Linked DNA regions of Zea mays: region 2 is linked to region 1. Evidence: chromatin contacts called from public Hi-C data. All regions are on one chromosome and are shown on one strand. Each heading gives the region's core, a stretch centred on a gene start, on an enhancer-like site or on the middle of the called end of the contact. The rest is flanking DNA. Distances are from core to core; before and after follow the strand shown. Region 1 has its middle 22 kb from the start of LOC103626101. Region 2 holds the start of LOC103626103 (TATA-box-binding protein 1-like).

Region 1 (3,393 bases), core at 614-3,113:
AAGCTCCCTCTTATGACGAAGCTAGATCAAAATGATGCTTTGCTTGAAAACATGATGGGAAAACTTCGGCTATGGTTAAATTTTTCAGCAGCACAACAGTGCAATGGCAATGAATGTTGTGGTAACTTCACACCTACCCGTCTGTTTATATAGTGTTGTAGGTGTGAAGGTGAATCGTCAAGCCGCCTGCACCCGCTCAACAGTCACTCGCACCCACTGAACGGTGGACCACGGTGCGTGAGAGATGAATCGCCAGATCGCACGTACCCGCTGCATGGTGGGACCATCTCGCGCTCGGATTATTTTAATCGTTTCTCGACAACGAGCTCAGGGAAGGTGTTTTTTAGACCTTCGGCATTCTGAAGCCTAAGACAATTTTTCACGGATCAAGCTCGTTACGAAAAACGATCTAGCACCGCGAAGGGGCTACTGTTGGGGGTCTGCTTCGTAGCCGAAGGTCCTGTAAGAAGAAACACCTTCGGAAGATTAGCACAGAAATAACGCCGTAGCTACCTTCCAGAGAACTTCGGCACAACAACATGCCTTAAGACGAAGGGTTGCACCGACTTAAAGATGAAAAGACAGATTGGCCCATGATAGTTTGTGTCATGATTGTAATCGATTATAAAGGGTATAAATGTAATTTCACACAGGCTCCGCCCTGTGTCTATAAATAGATAAACAGTACCCCGTACTGTTCACGCTGATTTGTACTCGCTCGTGCATCACGCTTGTATTATCTCCTTCTATCAAGCCGAAGGTACAAATGTAATTCTATATTATTTATGTTTATTCATGATAATATAATAAAAGATGAGTTAATAATGTTACATAATTATTCATGTTGTCTTTTATATTTCACATGATTCTTGTTTCATTAACGTATATTGCGATGATGAAGGTATGTCCTTCATGACCTTCGTCTGAAGATCATTATATCTTAAGGGAAATAATGCTTCGAAGGACGAAGGGCTTTAACCTGTAACATTTTGTGTTGTCTTGTTCTTAATTCATAGCATTTGAGAACAAGTCCCCAGCAACGGGGATTGCTTGCGGAGGAAGATGAAGGTGTCTGCAGAGTATTGAGACGTGAAAACGACACAATCCTCATGTCACGACGACTCGATGGATTCTGCATTCACATTGATTTAGGTTATTTCCACTGAAGCGATTCTAAGAGAATCAGACTAAGAAGCAAAGCGTTTGGCGGCTAGGATTGATTCTGACGCCCAAAATTGGAGCAGAAGCCAATTAATCCAAAACAAGGCCATAATGTGTTGTTTTAAAACTTTCAGTTTTTTTCTCGGTGGGGTTAATTAAGCAAACCAAGTACTATATAATCTAATACCCTTAACACTGACATGCATGCACGCGTACATATCAGCATATGCATGTCGGCGCGAAGCTAAGGAGTAGGGGTACTAGTGAATAGTGATGGCATCAAGAACGCATCATGCGTCCTAGGGTGACAAACTGGCCGGTAAAGAGGAAAAGAGCATCGTCCCTTGGGCAAGAAAAGGTGACGCTAAAATGATTGGGTCGCGACGCAAACGCAAATGATAAGCATGTGGGGCGGTAAGTGTGCCAGGCTGAATTTCTTTAATGGCTTGCGCTCCGCCGCCCGACAGCGACACCATGATGTGACAGTTTCTTTTGATCTGCTACAATATAAATATATTAATTTGTATGTACATATATGTGTTAACTCTTAACACTGCACTGACACACGGCATATATATAAAGATGTATACATATATATATAATAATAAACCCCGGAAAAGTTGCGGCTTTTCCACCGCAGCCCAGCACGGGCATAGAAAGAAGAGAGCTCCCTCCCGGTACCGGGCGCGGGAGCTATGCCTATGCGTGTCGTGTTCTGTGGTGTCAGCGTCACACAACAACACAGATTACTTGTGCGTGCGTGCATGGCAGCATCTAGACGCACCGGCCAGTAATTTTACGAAGGCAGATTCTAACAGCAATCAGTAGCAATTTCGACTATTCATGAGACCATACCACGTCATTAACTAAAAACGGCACGTTTTTTACACACCCTGACGGCGCTAGATCTAATTGGTTAAAAAATTAATAGTGAAATTAACTAGCTAACAAATATATAGTTAACTATTACCTAATTTATTAAAAATAGATAATTATTAAACTATTATCTAGGATATTTGGATATCTTCATCTAGTTTTAACCACTAACTATCAGATCTAATGCATTCAAACACTCCATGCCAGTGAGCCACGGTAACAATGATGGTCCAGATAAACACGTATGGTCCCACCCGTGTTGCTGGAGACCATCTAAACATATACTACATAAATATTTGTCGTCCACTAGTTTATTTTTTAAACTAAACCACGACAAATAAAAAATTCTTTCTTTCGTGGCTTTGTTCTCTTCAAGCTTGCGAGTAACATATGAAGCAGAGCCATTCAAGATTGCGAGATGGAACAGCAAATCTAGCAGAAGCTTGTGGCTTGTGCCGCTGGACCACACGCCAGGGTTAAGCCAGAAGGCTCGCGCGCGTACCTCCGATACCGAATCACATGCCGAGACGTGACTCCTAAGTCCTAAGCCCGCCGAATAATTAGAGCTTGCCGCTGAAGGAACTGATGAATAGCTTCCCAGCAACTCAGAGCCTCCCTGTCCCATCATCCTCCTCTTTCACCCAAGAGCGAAGTTAATCACAGATAAATCTGGAAGCTTCTTTCTTGGGAGGAAAGAGACAGCACTGCCCTGGCTCTGCGCTGTGTGCCTGGGAGGACCATCCCAGCTGCTAGCTGCAGCAAACCTCCAAGGTTGTTCTTGTCCAGGCCGGGTCGGGACCCGTCATTGGCTCGACGTGGTATCCTTTTTCCTTTGCCCACTGTTGGTCCCTCCACAATTCCTGCCCTTGTGCGGTTGTACAAAAGCTGTATGGTGCGCAACACTGGCCTTTTGAAGCAGCAACTGTCCAGCAAGTGAAGGCTTAGGACCGGCTGCTGAAAACAATGCTCCAACGCCCACCACGACTCTGCTGAAAACAATTCACCAAGCTCAAAAATTGGCTTCGGTCTCCAAGTGATTGCTGTCTTGGACACCTCTGAAGTTTCAGACTCACAGAATTTGGTCGTACCAAAAAATGAGGATATCCTGTCCTGCCCGTGTGACCACCAGAGCAGAGCTGTGAGTTTCCTTCTGGCCAGATTAAAGTGCTATTCCTCAGTGTTATCATGGTCTTACCGCAAAGATTCCCCGTGGTTTCACAAAAGGTACCGTCACCTAAAGCACACACTTGAGTAGTAACAGCCGCAGGGCATTACAACTCTTCCAGATATCCATTTAAGCAATCAGTAACAGCCGCTGGCGACATGTACAGTTCCTCCCTTGCATCTCCAAGCTGA
Region 2 (3,393 bases), core at 589-3,088, 110 kb after region 1:
TAGACCAGCCCAGGGAAGATCTCTGGTTCATACTGTCAAACACCAAGAGAGCAACAGGCTAATGAGTCAATGGGGATCAACAACGACACAACAAACACGTTTACAACTAAAGAAAGAGCTGCTATAAACTTACAGTGGCAGACAAGCCACTGGCCAAAGCGAGGCCCTCCAGACGAATAGGAAACTTGAGGTCACATGACCCAACTATATTTTGGACCTTGAAATCCTGCATATGTCAGAAGAACCCATTGAGTCAATGTGAGAGACCAGCAGGAATCCGATCGATCAGAGTGACAAAAGCATTACCTTGAACCGAGCTGGGAAACCGAGCTTCTGGACGATACGCGCGAACTGCAATGGAGGATAGATACGTATTAGTCACACGTCAAAATTCAGCAAAAGCATCCAAAATTGGCATCCATGCATGGCGAAACAATATGACAAGCAGTTTCCATGCCTTACGCGCAGCGAGCCTTGAATCGGCTTCGCTCTTTGCTCCGGTGCAGACCATCTTCCCTGTAGCAAATATCAGTGCCGTTGTCTTGGGCTCCCTTATCCTCATGATAGCCGCACCAAAACGCTGTCAAGTAAGTATCAGGGTCACTGCCGGTGAGACTGCAGCTATCGAATGTAATATATAGTTCCATGCAACAAAAAAAAAGTCTAAGGTAAATGAAAAGGCAGCAGCGGCACTGATGATGATACATACCCTTGGGTTGTACTCTGCGTTACGAGCACTGTTGGCGACATGTTGCAGATCGACCTTGCAGTCCAAGTTGACTGTTGATACAATGTTCCTGACACATCAGACAAGAGGCAGGTTATGGCTCTGCATTGTTTCAATCTGGGCAGCAAACTAAAGAGGCAACACCTATCAACCCTTCTGAAAATCCAAGCAAGAAAAAAGCAACGGCAACTCTTCAGATCAAAAGGAAAAGAAAAATAACAGCAACTCTTTTACATCCAGATCAGCAATGATGGCATGCTAGTTCATTTGTATGCAAATTCAACACACTTTAATCTCCCCCATACCATGCTAAGGATCAAACAGGTCATGCGTAATTCCCCTACCCCACGGAGATATCGGCTGCTATTTCCTACTGGTTGACTAGACCGGATTTTTTTGCATTTTGACCTTTTTCGTAAAAAATTTACATCACGACGTAATCTAATTTTTAGAACATTTTTTCAACACCATAAACCATGACACCAAAGTAACACGGCTCGTTGTCGTGACTTAGCGTCGAGGTGGAACACCGAGTGCTGTGTTCGGCGCCATAAGTCGTGGCGTCGACCTTGACGCCAAGAATTAATTTGAACAATTCATATACAACATTATATTAATAAATTAATTGTATATAACATCGCCAAAAATCTTGAAACCGGAGTTGTGCTAAATTGGCGATATTATATATAATTAATTTATTAATGTAATGTTGGATGTGAGTCGTTTAAATTAATTCTTTGTGTCTTGTGGTGCCAAGCTAGGCGCCAACACACCACCCGATGCCTTATCTGTCACGGCGTCGGCGTCGGCGTCGAGCCGTGTGACCTCTAGGTCATAATCATAAACTGTGGCATCGAGAAAAGAGTTTAAAATGAGGTTATGTCATCCAAAATCCAAAGGGCAAACATATTTTTTGTGCATTGTAAACAATGAACACCAATCTGCGATCGGGGCTCGGGACTCACTGCAGGTTGGGGACGATGCCGGACGGGACCCCGGACTCATGCGCTCCGTTCATCGCCGACGACGCCGTGGATCGTCCTTCTCCTCCGACGCCGCTCCCGCTGCGCAGCACCAGCGAGGACACCCTAACGGCGGCAAGCAAACTGTTCTCGTTTTGAATGAGCGCGGGTTATATTTTGGCGAGAGGGTTTTGGGTCGAGTACGGACGGGCAAGGGGGCTTGGATTCCAACGACTTTGGTGCGAGGAAGAAAAGAAGAAGGCGGGGCGGGTGGGGCCCTGGATTTATGGACTCGACCTGGGTTGGGTTCGAGACCGGCTGGCTTTCGCTCGGTCGCTGAAAACTGGACAGCCCGCCGAAGTAGGTTTTGACTTTTGTTCAACTGTCATCTTTTTTTATTCTTTTTCATAATACATCTACGAAATTATTTTATTCTTTCCACGAGTGTACATGCGCAAAGCTAAACAAGTGCGCAGATGGAATTAAGCAAAGCAAGGATATGTATATCCTAGTCCACACGGTCCACAACCACAAACAATCCAACAAATCCAGTTCGTTAGGATATGATCAGCGTATAGATCGTGCAACGAAAGCAAAGCACGTACAGGAGCCGAGCGAAAGGAAGAGAAACCCATCATCACTGGTGACGCAGACGCGAGACTGGATACACACGGTCATCGCGTCCGAGTCCGACGGAGCAGAACCGGCGGCGAGCCGACCACCCGAGCAGCCAGCGATGAAGCAGGCAGTGAGGCAGCAGCAGCACCGGGGGGAGCTCGTCATCCGTGGTCCGTGGACGACGAACATGACTAAACGGGGAATTAAACGGTTGCGGACGACATTTCTTTCTCATTTCTATTTCTCGCGTGATAAATTCTCATAAGAGATCCCTATTCCCGTTTAAATTATAATTAAAATATATTTTATTATTAATATAAAATATTGTCATTTATACACATTGTCAGATGTAAAAAATTATTATGTGTAGATCAAAATAAACACATCCGTATAACGAGTGATCTCTTGACAAGATAATTATTTATTTTTATTATTAACTATTGTATAAAAACATCATCACGTATAATTTTAACGGGTCCCGCGGGAACGGGTTCCTCATCCCATCATCATCTAGGCTTTGTTTGCATACTCTAGTATTCATCCTCTAGTATTAACTCAATCCACATCAACACATGTGTATTAGAGATGAATACTAATGTACCCAAACAAGACATTGATTGTTAGGAGAGAGTTTTTACCGTTTACATCCCATGGAGAAAATACTACTCTATTTTCATCCTCGAATAGAAGAATTCTTGGCTGGAAATCGGAGATCAGGACACATTACCCTCTCTAAAGATGACGGACCTGCCAACTCGACCTCTACACGGCCACCCAACACACACACGGACCAGCAATCAGGCTCCTGGGCCACAGCACGGTGCACTCAACATGGTCCCGCCAGAGGCCCATTGCTTGAAAATCGCTGGGCCCCTCTCCAAGCAGAACGGACTCGAGCTCCGGAATTTGGCCCACGAACCCGAGAGCCCTACTCCTAGGCGACGCCTGTAGAAGGCATGCACGAAAATCAGCGCCACCATAGCTCGGCCAGCATTGGATGATTGGATCCTCCTCCACCCTTCCCAACTCGACACCGGGCTCCTTTCTACTCCCTCTGTGTCCCAGAAGAAATCGTTTGACTTTTTT

The links. Hi-C and Micro-C count contacts between places; a contact is called where the count stands out from the background.
Region 2: a Hi-C map of ear shows a contact between it and region 1, with 3 times the contacts expected there. The contact joins the promoter of LOC103626103 here to the enhancer-like site in region 1. A contact is called at or near these places in 3 of 25 Hi-C or Micro-C datasets (ear, leaf and tassel).

Annotation. Positions count from the first base shown.
Region 1 is chr5:23,132,213-23,135,605 of Zm-B73-REFERENCE-NAM-5.0, forward strand. No RefSeq gene overlaps it. Among protein-coding and RNA genes, the nearest start is that of LOC103626101, 22 kb to the right of the region's middle. Within about 2 kb of position 1,864, at least 19 of the 20 cell types and tissues checked have an H3K27ac peak or open chromatin away from gene starts, as enhancers often do. A contact at or near this core is called in ear, leaf and tassel, where this site is marked.
Region 2 is chr5:23,241,711-23,245,103 of Zm-B73-REFERENCE-NAM-5.0, forward strand. LOC103626103 (TATA-box-binding protein 1-like) reads right to left here and starts at 1,839. Exons shown (of 6, transcript XM_008646477.3): 1 at 1,693-1,839; 2 at 710-797; 3 at 458-580; 4 at 307-351; 5 at 134-226; 6 at 1-32. The coding sequence starts at 1,745.